Linked DNA regions of Zea mays: region 2 is linked to region 1. The links are chromatin contacts, called in public Hi-C maps. All regions are on one chromosome and are shown on one strand. Each heading gives the region's core, a stretch centred on a gene start, on an enhancer-like site or on the middle of the called end of the contact. The rest is flanking DNA. Distances are from core to core; before and after follow the strand shown.

Evidence for each region. Hi-C and Micro-C count contacts between places; a contact is called where the count stands out from the background.
Region 2: a Hi-C map of tassel shows a contact between it and region 1, with 1.9 times the contacts expected there. The contact joins the promoter of LOC103646242 here to the promoter of LOC100382635 in region 1. A contact is called at or near these places in 2 of 25 Hi-C or Micro-C datasets (ear and tassel).

What each region holds. Positions count from the first base shown.
Region 1 is chr2:31,192,904-31,200,531 of Zm-B73-REFERENCE-NAM-5.0, reverse strand. It overlaps LOC100382635, which reads left to right and starts at 1,920. Exons shown (of 8, transcript NM_001175359.1): 1 at 1,920-2,089; 2 at 2,714-2,839; 3 at 3,012-3,101; 4 at 3,204-3,575; 5 at 3,684-3,932; 6 at 4,455-4,838; 7 at 4,969-5,209; 8 at 5,347-6,296. The coding sequence starts at 2,041. The coding sequence ends at 6,019. LOC100277268 reads right to left here. Exons shown (of 6, transcript NM_001150885.1): 2 at 7,623-7,628; 3 at 7,255-7,380; 4 at 7,114-7,178; 5 at 6,660-6,747; 6 at 6,269-6,584. The coding sequence ends at 6,511.
Region 2 is chr2:31,859,423-31,866,427 of Zm-B73-REFERENCE-NAM-5.0, reverse strand. LOC103646242 (CLIP-associated protein) reads right to left here and starts at 1,275. Exons shown (of 21, transcript XM_008670969.3): 1 at 672-1,275. The coding sequence starts at 1,007.

The DNA of each region.
Region 1 (7,628 bases), core at 671-3,170:
ATCGCATCAAAGACCGGCCGCACGGGGGCAGGGCAGCACCGGCACCGCTGTTTTTGTTTGCCTCCCGTGAAAATTTTGTTAGGCCCACAGCTAGCTCGAGCAACGCCATGACCTAAGCTATTTAGATTAATCATGGAATGCATTTTTTTTATAATAAATCTATACGGAGATATAATTCTGGATGCTATTTTTTTATATAAATTTAGTCAAGCTTCCATATTTTTTATTAAGTTGAAACAACCTATAACAGTATTTTTTTATTTTTTTATTTTTGAAACGAAGCAGCACTACTAAACATACCCTTAAAGCACGGTTTATTTGGTTTAATGGACGTGATACAAAAAAATAAGGCTCTGACTTCTGAGGCGCCGCACTCATACTACTCTAAATTCGTACTCTAAAAGAAATATTCTATCCTAGTCAGCAAGATTCTCTACTCTATACCACAATTTTTCGCGGTCATATTTACTCTATATTCCAACTCTATATCAACTATCATATATTATATTATTTTTTTTCACTTTATATTCTCTTGCTGCAAAAATCTGCTGCGCTGGCTACTTGCTCGCATGCTTCCCGTACAGCCAAACCGAGAGAAGGATGTTTGGAGTGAGAAGAGTAGGTACGCTGTAAATAGAGTTCCTCAGGGCCTCTCTACGTTTACAGTCCCGTGTGCAGTGCCCCGCTGCAGATGTTTTTTGACTGTATGTCGGGTAGAATTTGGTTTACAGCATGTCACTGCGAACAGCCTGAGTAGCCATGGCTGGCGGGTACGCGCGCGTGCAACATGCACGTACTTCTAGATTGCATTTTGATTTCTTTTTCGTTATATTTTCTAATTGAAAGGTTTTTATCATTGAACCAATTTCATATTTATGTTCTTAATGTTTTTACAAACAAAACTAGATTACACATGATATAAAATATTTAAAAATTTATTTATATACTCTTCTTTAAAACACGTTCTACTATAAACAATCAAATACGAGTTGTATGGGTCCCTAATGCACTAATGAAAATAAGCAAACAAAAGACTATATATTGATTAGCCTTTGCATAAAACAGTCTGACTCCGCACATACGAGCCAGCAGCCAGGCTACCATCTTACAACAACTAAGGGCATGTTTGGTTTCAATTAGTTCTAGGACTAAACTTTGGTCCTAGGACTAAACTTTAGTCCCTATATGTTTGGTTTTAGAGACTAAATAGATTCTAAAGTCATTAAATACATTGTCCAAAGACTCAAATACCCTTAGAATATACTCATAATATTAGTTATCTATAAAAAGGTAAGGACAATATGATAATTATGAGCTTTTAGTCTCTTTTAGCACCTATGTGAAGGACTAAAGACTAAATCATTTTAGTTCATATTTTAGTCCTAGTGTTTGGCAAAAAAGGGACTAAAAACTAGAGACTAATCTTTAGTCCCTCTAACCAAACACCCCCTAAAAACAAGAAGGCATTAGTTGCCCAGTAGCTGGATTCTACTAAACATGACCTTTTTATGATACGTTTTTTTACCTTTTTCGCTAAAAAAGACAGGTTTGTGAGAAAAAAAATTCAAAGCCTAACACATTTATCTAAAATCCGATTTTCCTGAGTGTACTAGTAAAACCCCATAACGTAATTCCAAAAGTAGCAAAGAAACTGTTTCAAAAAAAAATAAAAAAATTCCAAAAGAGTTCAGAAGCGTGAGAATAGAAGAAACAACTGGGCGGTCTGTCTACTCTGCACCCTGGACCAAAAAAAAATAGTATTAAAAAAACAAGGCACGTCTGGAAGGAAAACCTCGCTCGTCTCGGTGCAGTATCTCCCACCCGCCAATTAATGCTGCTTCGGGACCAGCGCCTCACTTCAATGCGAAGAACCAAAAAGGACTCTGGCGAGGAAAAAAAAGAAAAGAAAGGAAGGAGCAGCAGCGCTGCGGAAGCAGAGCGCGAGGAAGGAGACGGATTTGCTCGGCTGGGATCCCCCGCCAGGGGTCCACATGGCGGCGTCGCCTTGAGCCGGGCCTCTCCTACCCGCGACGTCCTGCGATGCCGCCGCGGGGAGCGGCGCTCCTCCTCCTCCTCGTCGTGCTCTGCGGTGCGTCCTTGAGATTTCTCCTCGTTTCTTCTCAGTGCTTTGCGTTTTTCTCGGGTTCCAGTGGCAATGCCGGGGCGAATTCTAGTGCGGGTTGCGTTCTTGCGGTGGGATCGCGGGGCATGACGTGCGTGGCAAGTTCCACTGGTCTTGTGCGAGGCAGAAGATGGTTTCGCCTTTTGCTCCGTGGAGCTGTTGCTCTCGTGATTCCTCCGAGCGCATCTGAATCATGCCTCAGGCTTTCACATGTAGAAGTTGGTATTCCTTCTGAAAAAAACTGCACTTCGATTCTTTTTGGCTTTGGCGCCGCCGCCGCCGGTGAACTCACTCTCCTGGCATGGTTGTCCGCGTGCCTGAGTAGGACTTCCTGGGTTGTTAAAACAGCGTGCGTAGATATGACAAGAGCTACAGTATGGTGCGAGCGGAGCGTTTTCTGTCTCATATGGAGTTCGAAATTTTTAGGCTTTGCCAGTTCGTTCAACTGGTTCAAGTGTCAATTGTCATTGGACTCTACGCTGCCTTAACTGGATACAGACTGTACAGTTCCAAATGCAGGGAACGAAACCCAATGTTTGGTGCATGACTTGTATACTTTGTTTTTGTTGTTTCTTGTTTGAATATCCAAAGCAGTGCAACTGGGAACATCAAGCTCAACAAGTCTTGCATCATACTTATTCGGATTCTGGAGTAGAACCCACCAGCATCGCTTTCCTGCACTAGCCCCTGGCCCAGCCCCTTCTCCTCAACCTGAAGGTAAAGCACAAAAAACCCTTTGAGGTCTGTGCACATGAATGGTATAAGTGTAGCAATCAGATATAACTCTCAGTTTCTCACCATGAACGAAAATATATTTTTTCAACATGTACCTTTCTATTTGCTCTATTTAGCATTCTTCATACAAATCATTGTTCCTTCTGATACTCAGGCGCCATTATTGCTCACCCAGTGCATAGGCATCACAGAAGAAGACACCATGCTTCCCCACCACCTTCATCATTTTCGCCAGAAAGACAAGGTTTTTTTACCTTCTCAGCTGTACAATATAGATTACAAATCTTATTGTTAAGTATGAAGAAATCAACAATAATAAGACCTTTTCATGCCTGAGTTTTGACAGATTGCAGCAGAACAACTTGTTCTGCTCCACTTACGTCGACTCCAATTGGTTCACCCTGTGGTTGTGTATATCCTATGCAAATTCAGCTTGATCTTGGTGTGGCGCCGTATCAATTGTTTCCAAGAATTGATGAATTAGAAATCGAGGTGGCAGCAGGTACATTCTTGAAACAGAGTCAAGTTCGGATAATGGGTGCTGGGAGTAGTCTTCAAGATCCTGAAAAGACAACAGTGACCATTGATTTGGTGCCATTAGGCCAGAAATTTGATAGGACTTCAGCCTTACTGATTAGCAACAGATTTTTGCAAAAGAAGGTGCCAATAAACTCATCCACTTTTGGTGATTATGTTGCTACATATGTTCATTATCCAGGTGCGTAGATGTTGATACATTCATTTCACTAGCCTTCTGTAGTGGTTTTTGTTGTTTTATTTATCTAATCCTTGTTCTTTTCTTTATCTAATCATACACATATCACAGGCCTTGCTTCTTTAGTACCTATTCCTGGATCATTGGGTCCAGTAAGCAGTAATGAGGACCCTTTTGGTGCAAATATACACAATAGAAGGCACCACAAGATTAACTCTAAAACTGTTGCCATAATTGCTCTATCAGCTGTGGTTTTTGTTTTGACGTGCTTGGCCATTGGCATCACTTGGAGATTCAATGGACTAAAACATTCTCATGCTATGGGCCCTATTTCAAGTTCGTCCATCACTAGAAAAGGAGGTAATTTGGTGACAGTTCGCACATTATTCTATACTTGTGTATTGAACTATAGTCATTTGCATTTGGATTGATTAAGATGCAAATTACATGTTATCCCTTGACCTTGTTAGACAGAGGTACTTTCTACTCCTGTGCCCTGAATTAGAATATGGGTCAGGTGATGCACACTTGACACTCCTGTGTTCCTGCTTCCCATTGCCAGGAACTCACCCTGGTCCTTGACTTTGGTTTTTAAACTTCTTGTTGCTTCATATCTATTTCATTTATGTTCCTCTATCTGGTCCAGTGAGTGGAGGCACTATCAATACTTTGGTTTGTGATGCCTTGAAGTATGTCATGATACAACAATCTTGTTACTATTTACACATCAAAAGACCAGTGAGCACAGAGCATTGACTTGGACACTAAGGGCACTGTCTTGATTTAATTCACGAACAACAATGCATAAAGAAGCATAAAACACCCTAGTTGAACATAAAGTCCCTTTATTTTTTTGTAATAGAATTTATTTTTCTGTTTCAGCTATGAGGTCATCGTTCTCTGGTACGAGCAGCTCGGCAGCATCATTTGGTTCAACAATAGGAACCTGCCCATCCACCGTGAAGACATTTACAATAACTGAGCTTGAGAAGGCCACAGAAAACTTCAGCTTCAACAAAATAATAGGCGAAGGGGGTTATGGACGCGTCTATCGTGGTGTAATTGAAGATGGTGTTGAGGTTGCTGTCAAATTGCTCACAAGGAAACATCAAAACAGAGACCGCGAGTTCATTGCAGAGGTTGAGATGCTAAGTCGTCTACATCACCGCAACCTTGTCAAGCTGATTGGTATATGCATTGAGCGGAGCACAAGGTGCTTGGTTTTTGAGCTCGTTCCAAACGGAAGTGTTGAATCTCATCTACATGGTATTTGAGCACGCTAATTTTCGTAGCATCTTAACAGTACCTGCACAGTTTAAGAAACTTGAACATAACTGTTTTTTTTTGTAGGCATGTAATAATCACTTATTCGTGCACTTCTGTTTTGGTGTTTCAGGCTCAGATAAAATATATGGCCCGACTGATTTTGACACTAGAATGAAAATAGCCCTCGGCGCAGCAAGGGGACTAGCCTATCTGCATGAGGACGCCAACCCTCATGTCATTCACCGGGATTTCAAGGCTAGCAATGTTCTACTGGAAAACGATTTCACCCCCAAGGTTGCTGATTTTGGGCTGGCAAAGGAAGCATCAGATGGGATGGATCATATTTCTACTCAGGTCATGGGGACTTTCGGGTAAGACCTCAGCTAGTGTTAATCAACAAGTGCCATCATACAATTCTTGCATGCACTTTTGATGATGGTGATTTAAACAGTTAATGTTGTGCTATATATTATGGATCATCTGATTCATTTTCCCACATGCTCTGCAGGTACGTTGCCCCAGAGTATGCGATGACAGGGCATCTGCTTGTCAAGAGCGACGTCTACAGCTACGGAGTGGTGCTCCTGGAGCTGCTGTCAGGCCGAAAACCCGTGGACATGACCCAGCCGCCGGGGTCCGAGAACCTGGTCACCTGGGCGCGCCCGCTCCTCACCACGCGGGAAGGACTGCAGCGGCTGGTGGACCCGTCGCTCCCGGCCGGTTACGACTTCGAGAAGCTGGCCAAGGCGGCGGCCATCGCGTCCATGTGCGTGCACGTCGAGGCGTCGCACCGGCCGTTCATGGGCGAGGTCGTGCAGGCGCTGAAGCTGATCCACAGCGGCGGAGGCGGCGACGAGACCTGCAGCGGCTCCTTCGTGGGCGGCGCAACAGAGGAGTCCCCGTGGAACGACGTCAGCAGGAGCTCGTGGAACGACGACCCGCCGGCCACTCCGGGCCCGGCGCTCCCCCTGGGATACGGCTCGGACCCTGCCGGCGCCGACGAGCGCAGGCCACGGTCGGCGTCGAGCGCGGTGCTGGACAAGATCGAGTCCCTGGCGATGTACGACTGGTCCGGCCCGCTGCGCACCAAGGGGAGGGGCAGCTTCTACAGGCTGAGGGGGAGCATGAGCGAGCACGGTCGCCCCTCGGACGACGGTAGCGTCGAAGGTTACTTGATGTAGCCGGCGGCCCGACGACCGTGCGCAGCAGATTGCCGCGGCAGGCATACCTCGCGTTTCTTTTGTCTGTCTAGAATTGTATAGCTGCTGCTTGACGAGATTTTGGTGCCTGTTGCGAAGAATACATCGTTCTGGACATCGGACGTATCCGATGCAGTTTGGTCAAGAGATGTTCAGAATTTGCGTATGTCGAATTGAATCACATATCAGAGCTACATTGGTCGGATCGTCATGGACGAGAATCATGTTTTCATAGTAGAAAATGAGGAGGTTTATAATCAAACCATAATTTCTGACTGCTTCCAGCATGTGTTCTCGCATTCACAGATATGTTAGCAACACCTTCGCAGCGAGTAATCAGCATAGCAAGCATTATATGCTATTTAGTCGTTCTTAAAATATACTGGATCTCAAAACTTAGTTTACAGTTGCTGCGATCTCATGAGTGCTGAATAGATGGTGCCCAAGGTACAAAATCTCATAACATAATGTCTTCACTCTTTTAAGTGGGAGAAACTAGCTAACATATTCGACCTTGAATTTGCTAGCTCCACAATCAAGTCAAGTGCTGCAACAAATACAAGTACAGTTAGATAAAAAAATAGTTTAATCTGGATACAATTTTGTCACGAAGAATCAAAACCTGTTTCAAATGAAAGTTGGGCGGTTCTTAGTTTTGGGGATACCAATCCCCCAAAGACTGATAATGCTTTTGATCTCGCTCTTTGAACCTAATGTGCAAAATGGCCAAAAGGAGAATCAACAAATCTGAACATCCCAGAAGTATAGCAATTTCTTATTCACTGTACCAAAATACAGCTGTTCCATACCCAGCTGTTGATAGAAACCTAACTGAAATTGGCTTAGCATACTGCAATATATTATTCTTGTGGTATTTATGTTAACCATTGGCATATCTTGGATCAAGCATATCAAGGGGCAAATTTCAGCCACTGGTAACTCAAGCACATAAAACCTATGTTTTTGCATTGAACATAGCTCATGAATTAGTCATAAATCTTTGCTCCCTCTAAGCAGTATTTCACTATCTGACATTCCAATGCCTTTGAAGAAAGGAACTTTTGTACCAAACTTACACGATTGCTAGCATCAGCACCTGTAGACAGTGTTGTGGTGTTTGCACTTTCATGGTTTCCCTTTTCTTCAAGTCAAGCAAAGAGATCAGATCAGCACATTTTTTACTTAACAGGGAGTAGAAAAAGGCCACATTTTAATACCTGGGGTAGTAACTGATCCTCGATGCCTCATCTTTGGCTCAGTAAAATCTCTCTCACTGAGATCATAGGTGGAGTGACATTCTTCTTGCAAAGACCACTTTGATAGAGCAAAGTGTGGTATTGACTCTGAAATATGATCAGACATTAATAATTATGAACTGAACAATTGCTGCAAATAGCTCGTAATTTGTGTATGGAATCGCCATTCTAGTTTTATTTAAAAATATGCTTCAGTAAAACAAACCTTGAACTGAGGAACCATATTCAAGAGAAAACAAAAGGCATTCCTAAAATCTAGAAATAGTTCTGCAATGCTGATAGATAGATAGATAGCATCCGGTAACTCAAACAGTAGAGAAGTAATTTACCTGATG
Region 2 (7,005 bases), core at 26-2,525, 670 kb before region 1:
TACGCTCCGGCGGTCCGAACCACTCTAACCCTGGTGTTCTCAAGTTCATCCAACTGGTCAGGCAAATCCCTAGGCTCCCCCTAGTTCACAGGATTAGGCGGGTGCATTAAGCCACCCGGCTGGAGTTTTCTCTCCGACAGTATCATATTAGTTAATATACTGCAATAAAGCATTGACAGGTAAAAATAGTACAAAAATAGTATACAATTTATACTGCAATAACTTTAGATGCCCAAATATCAGATTGCATACAGGGAAGCAGCTAAGAATTTACTTGAATCCCAATTTTATCTTTGTTTGCTATAACCAAAATCACAGGAGAACAAAAGATATGCCACTGGATGTTCACCTTAGGAACAATAGTCGAGCCCAAGAGCACACGATTCCTACAAACATATAGCCCGTTGATCCATTTAAATGTTATGCCTATCAAACTATCATGGTCAGCCGAATAGACCTTTGGATTTCTCGCTTGAGCACAACCATGCAACTTGTACATCTACCGTGCCCCACCCCACCCAACCTACCTAAAAAAAACAAGCCCCAAATCTCCAACCTGTACCAGCTCGACCTCTTAGCACAAATTCATAACTTAACCTAGCTCCCCAGCTACATGCATTTCCGGGGGAGAGACGACAGGCCGCTCAGAACGGCGACGAAAGGAAGCTCACCTCCATCAGAGTAATGAGGAGCTGCCGCGCGGCGTCGCGAACGGGCTGCTTGCCGTCGCCGAGGCGTTCGACGGCGGCCGGGACGAGGGCGTTGAGATGGATCTTGAAGTGGTCGCCGGCGACGACGGCGGCGGCGGAGAGCGCCTGGAGGCCGCCCTGGGCGATGCGGAAGTTGGCGTCCCGCGTCAGATCCATGCAGGTGTCCACGAGCGCGGTGACCTCGGCCGCGGTCAGCCCGCGGCGCGCCGCGGCGTCGAGCGCCTCGTGCAGCCGCTCGACCCCGGCCAGGCGCTCCTTGGTGTCCTTGGCGCGCGCCGCCTCCAGCGCCGCCTCCATTCTCCCCACGCGACCGGGGGCACCGCCACGGGGGTGAGCTTTAGGGTTCCGGGCCGCGGGACCGGCGGCGAGGCGGGCAGGAGATGGCCGGATCTGAGGAGGGAGGGGGCGGGAGGGGTGAGGTGGGCCGTGGGGGAGTGACAGAGAGCGCACACAGCGAGACGAACACCAGATGCAGGGTGGTTGGGGGCTGGGGCTTTTGGTGGATTTTGTGCAGTTAGCCCCCTGATGTTTTGTATCCTTTGCACCCGAGAGGCCTTTGCGTACAAGCCTTCCGTATGAACTGGACTCTGGATTCTGGACTGTGGCTCCGGGAGACCGGAACGGTGGACTGTGGACACCGCTGGCTGGGCAGAAGGAAACTGCGCCAAAAGCTGGTGGCGCGTGGAAATTTTGGACGTATTTTAAACGGTTTGTTTTTCCTTTTCTCCACAGTCTGAGCTGCCAGTTTCTCTTCTGGATTGGAATGGCTTGAAACAAACAATAATCCATCCATACCCTTGTCATGCAAGGTAAAGAAGGCGTGGGAGGAGATGGCAATCCATTCCAAATCATTTCCACCACCCGTGATGCGGGTGGCCTGCCTGTCCCCTGCAGCTGCTGGTTCGTTCGAGACTCCGAGTGCAGCATCATTCCATTTCCAGGCCTGAGTGGTATTGTTACGGCAGCTGGACTTCAGCCACAACTGATGTACACCTAATATGTATCTGAGAAATCTGAAGAACTATGCACTGGTATACCATTTATTACATTAATCTGAAAGAGAAGTGTGCTAATGAGAGCATGACGCCACGTCATGGTGATATCTCGTACCCATCAGATACGGCGACCAAGGGAGACGAGGCAATTTCAGTTCCGGCGGCTGGTAGGCATCCGTCCGACTGTCCGAACGCTGCTGCACTTGTCTCCGCGTAGCCATGCCAGCCGGATGATGTGCGCACTCGCACCAGCACCAACCAACTGCGGCGACGTTACGCCTCAACCGATCCGGCGATTAGCGCCAGACTGATCATCATAATCCATCCACAACTCACGGATTATGCACGGCCATCGTACCCGTACGCCGTATTTTCTTCGCGCTGCTAGTGCCTGCAGTACGCAGACAAATCTTGGGTTACTAGCACAACTACATCTTGGGTTACTAGTAGTACATCATCCAAATCCTTTGCTGAAAGCTTACGACGGCTTGAAGGAAGAATGAGAACGCTTTCCATTCGTCGCTTATTGGGTGCTTAGCCTTGTCCATGAACAATGATAATCTTCTGGAGCCTGACAGAAAAGAGGGCGAGAGCCGGCCATCATCTCATCTCTCATCGCCTCCCGCCTTTTTTGCTAGTATGGGGCACTCGTGCTGTCGCGCGCCATCGATCCATAGGTGAGCACTCGAGAGACATTTTTTTTTTTTGGTATATGGACCAGGCTGCTCATGCCTGCCTCTAGGCTCTAGGTGGGCTCACAGCGCGAGAAATCAAATGCCTTCTTTCATAAAAAGAATTTAGGAAATGCAGAAACAGCTAAAACATTGAATGGATCAACGGAGCACTCGAAATCATACCGATACAGGACTTCAGGGAAAGAGTTTAGTAAAATGTCTTCGAAAGCAACATCGGAAAAACATACCGGCAACAAAATACGATGAGGTTGGTAGAGATGCTGTTCCCAAAGCTTGTATGGTGGACAGAAGTCCAGTGACGATTTGCTTGCCTGTTTTCTTTATTCAGCATGTCTACTTATTATAGCCATCCTAACAACCCTTTAATCTGGATAAAAATGTCAACCGAACTGCTAACAAACCAATTTGTGGACAATATGTTGCTAACTAACTCTAATAAACTCTCTAGCAAACTTAATTCTATTAAGGACGTCTCCTTTGGTAGGTGATGTCGGTCATAACATCCGCCTCGTTCTTTGAAAACAGCTCGTCCTCAAGCTAAACTTTAGGGTAAGAATGGCGAAAACTGTCGACCAGTTTCCAAGTAGCGTCGGACTCGCTCAGCCCCGCCCAGTGCACCAAAACATGCAAAATGTGCCACGTCGTACCTAGGCCTTGAGGACATTATAGGAGTTTGGCAATAGTCGACCCTGCTCCATGGGGGAGATTTCATCTGGTTGCGTGCCATGGAATGGCTTGACGAGACCCATGTGAAAGACATTGTGAATGTGTGTGTTGGTCCGGAGCTACAGACAGTAGGCGGCCTCCCCGATGGGCCCCACCGCCTTGAACGGGTTGGCATAGCATGGCCCCAGCTTAATGTTTTGGCGCGGTATGAGCAACACCGCCTACCGGTGTAGGAGACGCAACCAAACCAGTCTGCAGTCACCGACAGAGAACTCTAAGGTGTGGTGGTCGTCGTCGTAGACACGGTTTAGCGTAGGCTTGTGCTTGAAGTAGTTGGTCCCGAACCTCAGTGAGAAATGTGCCACGTTGTCGGAGCATGTCCTCCGGCGTCAGCGTCTATGTGTTGCCTGCAGTATAAGAGATGAACGTCGATGTGTCGCGAGTCGCGACCATAGACGACCTTAAAGGGAGTGGTGTGCAAGGCTGGGTGGAAGGTTGTATTGTAGCAGTATTCCACCCCAATGTAGCTACTCCACCCATGCACGTGGCGATCGTCGGTGATGTAGCGAAGTTACATGGCGATGACCTTGTTGATGACCTCGAACTGATCGTCTATATGGGGTGGCATGTGGTGCTCATGCGTAGCTTGATGCCTGCAAGGCGAAAGAGGTCACACCACACATTGTTGGTAAATATGGGGTCGTGGTTGTTGATGATGGAGATCGGGAAGTCGTGGAGACATATAATATCGATCAAGAATGCATGTGCAACGGAGGACAACGTATAGGGGTGGTCCAAGGGAATGAAATGGGTGTATTCATAGAAGCAATCTATGACGGTTAGATGACTGATTTGTCGTGCACCTGCAGAAGGCCCTAAGTGAAATTAAGAGAGGATGTCCACCCACACCTAGGACAACACATCCAAAGGTTGGATCAGCCTGAATGAGTGGATGGTCTATGTTTGTTGTGTTGACACATAGTGCATGCATGGACGAATACATGCACCAGGGTGTGCTCACGTTTGATGTGGAAGTCGGCACGAAGGCGGTGTAGCATCTTTTGTTTCCCTTTGTGGCTGGCGGTGTGAGCTAGTTGGAGCATCTGAGGAAGCGTGTGGAGGATGCCACCAGGAAGATCTTGGTGTTGTGCAGGATGAGCCATCATGGTGTTAGGGGGTAGGTCTCCTATGGTGATCTGGTCGTGGGCATTAACGAATGTCGGGTCGATGTTGACCTCCCAGCGTATGGTGTCGAGCAACTAGGAGGGCTTGGAGGTGGCTGGCACTATGCACTCCTCTGTGTCATGACATGATAGGGTGTATGACATTGTGTTGAGGCACCCTAGTCGAAACTCAACAGTGAAGTTGAACCCAAATAGTTTGTTGAACCATTGATGCTAGGGGATTGTGAACAACTGCCGATCAAGCAAGAACTTGAGGTTGTAGTTCTTTGTTCGTATCACAAATTGGCGACCTTAAAGATATGGTCGCTAGTGGTAGACTGTCAACACGAAGCTGGTCAGCTCGCGCTTGTATGCCATGGTCTTTACGTGGCAAGCGTCAAATAGTCAGTTGAAGAAGGCGAGGAGGCCAACACCCTAATGGAGCACGACGCCAAACCTAGCCTTGAGGCGTCTCACTCGACAATGAAGAGCATGTCGGAGGCAAGTAAGTACAGGTCGGTGTCTATGTGAACCCCTCCTATGTAGGAGTCGCGTCAGGGGGTATCTATGAGCCCAAAGTCCTTGGTGAACATGCAATAGTAACTCACCAGGCCGAGGAAGCCCCAATTGTCGCACGCACGAGCAGGGCGTGGGTCAAGCCGTCACTGTCTCCACCCTGTCGTGATCCATGGTCACCCCCTCAACAGAGACGATGTGGACATGGTAGGTGCCAACGAGGCTCCAAACAAACATTTGGAGCGCCTGACATAGAAGAAGTTGTTATGGAGGGTGTCCAAAACTACCTTAATGTGTTGTGGTTGTAGTGACCAGGAGGAGCTACAAATTAAAATATCATCAAAGAGCATGAGGACGAACTGATAGAGAAACAAATGCAACATGGCGTCCATGAGGCTCTGAATGGTTGTTCGTGCGTTTATAAGACCGAACAACATGTCTAGGAACTCCAAGTGGTCGTGGTGCGTCATGAAGGTCGTCTTCTCGATGTTGTAAGGGGTGCATGCGCACCAGTTATCACAATTTCGTTTTATATTTCAAAAAATCGTTTTGTTGAGCAAAGTTTGACTTATATATTTTTAAATTTAGAACCAAATCGGTTTTCAAAACTCGCTCATCACCGAGAACGGCAAAATTTAACGGCGCTTGCAAATTTTCGAGCTGGAGGCTCATCCCTAATGCACACTTGATGGTACCTAGAGCGGAGATCGAGTTTGGTGAATAAACTGAAAGGGAAATAGGGTCAAACTTTTTCCTAAATGATTTTGGTGGTTGAATTGCCCAACACAAATAATTGGACTAAATAGTTTGCTCTAGAATATAAGTTCTACAGGCGCCAAAGGTTCAACACAAACCAAGAAAAGATCCAAGATAGGGTTCAAAAAGAAAGGAGCAAAAGAAACCGAAGGCTGCCCTGGTCTGGCGCACCGGACTGTGTCCGGTGCACCAGGGTGGATCAACTCGAACTTGCCACCATCGGGTTTCTGGAAAAGTCACTCCGCTATAATTCACTGGACTGTCCGGTGTAGCACCGGACTGTCCGGTGTGCCATGCGGAGCAATGGTTACAGCGCAACGGTCGACTCCAACGGAAACCTGAAAAGCGCTACAGTGCGCGGACAGTGTGCGCAGAGTCAGAGCAGGCGCCAGAAGGCGCACCAGACAATGAACAGTGACTGTCCGGTGGTCCCAGCTGTCAGAGCTCCAACGGTCGAACCCTAACGGTTGGGTGACGTGGTTGGCGCACCGAACAGTGTCCGGTGGTGCACCGGACTGTCCGGTGCACCCATCGACAGACAGCCTCCCCAACGGGCATTTTAGTGGGTGGGGCTATAAATACCCCCAACCACCACACTTTAAGGCATCCAAGTTTTCAGCCATTGCATTCAATACAAGAGCTCTAGACTTCACTCCAAGACACAAATCAAGAGATCGAATCATCTCCAAGTCCAAATTCACTCCAAACACTTAGTGGCTAGTGAGAGAGAGATATTCGTGTTCATTTGAGTTCTTGTCGCTTGGATCGCTTTTCTTTTTTCTCCATTCTTGTTCTCAAGCAACTTGTAAACAAGCAAGAGACACCAAGTTGTGGTGGTCTTGTAAGGGGTCTAAGTGACCCGTTCATTAAGAAGAAAAGCTCACTCGGTCTAGGTGACCGTTTCAGAGAGGGAAAGGGTTGAAAGAGACCCATAGGGGTGAAAACGGTTTCGGAATTTTTCGGAATTCCGGAAACTGTTTCCGGATTTTTCCGATCGAAATCGTCGGTTTCGGTATTTCTCGGAATCGGAATCGGTCATCGGAATTTTAGATCGGAATCGGAATCGGTACAGCTCTTTACCGATCGTTTCCTTCGGTTACCGTTTTGGGTCAGAATTTACCGAATTCACAATTCGGAATTTACCGAAAATGTTAATAGCCCAGCCCAAGTTTCAAATTTACAGCTCATGGGCTGGCAGCTGGCCCAGCAGACAGCACTAGCAGCCCACCACGGCAGACCTTCGGTCCTTCCCAATTTCCCATCAGGCATCAGCGACAGCCAGAGCCACCGCTCAGCGCTCAGCCCAGCGTCGCCAGCCCGCCACTGCTCAGAGCTGTGGAGGTCGTCCGCTCGTCGCAGCTCGCAGTCCAGGGTACAGCACCACCACTCACCACAGCGCCGGTGCGCCGCCACTGCTCAACCCTAGGGCAGCCATCTGCCGCCACTGCTCAACCCTAGCCCCTAGGTCAGTCGTCGCCCGTCGCAGCGCCCGTCCGGCCGTCAG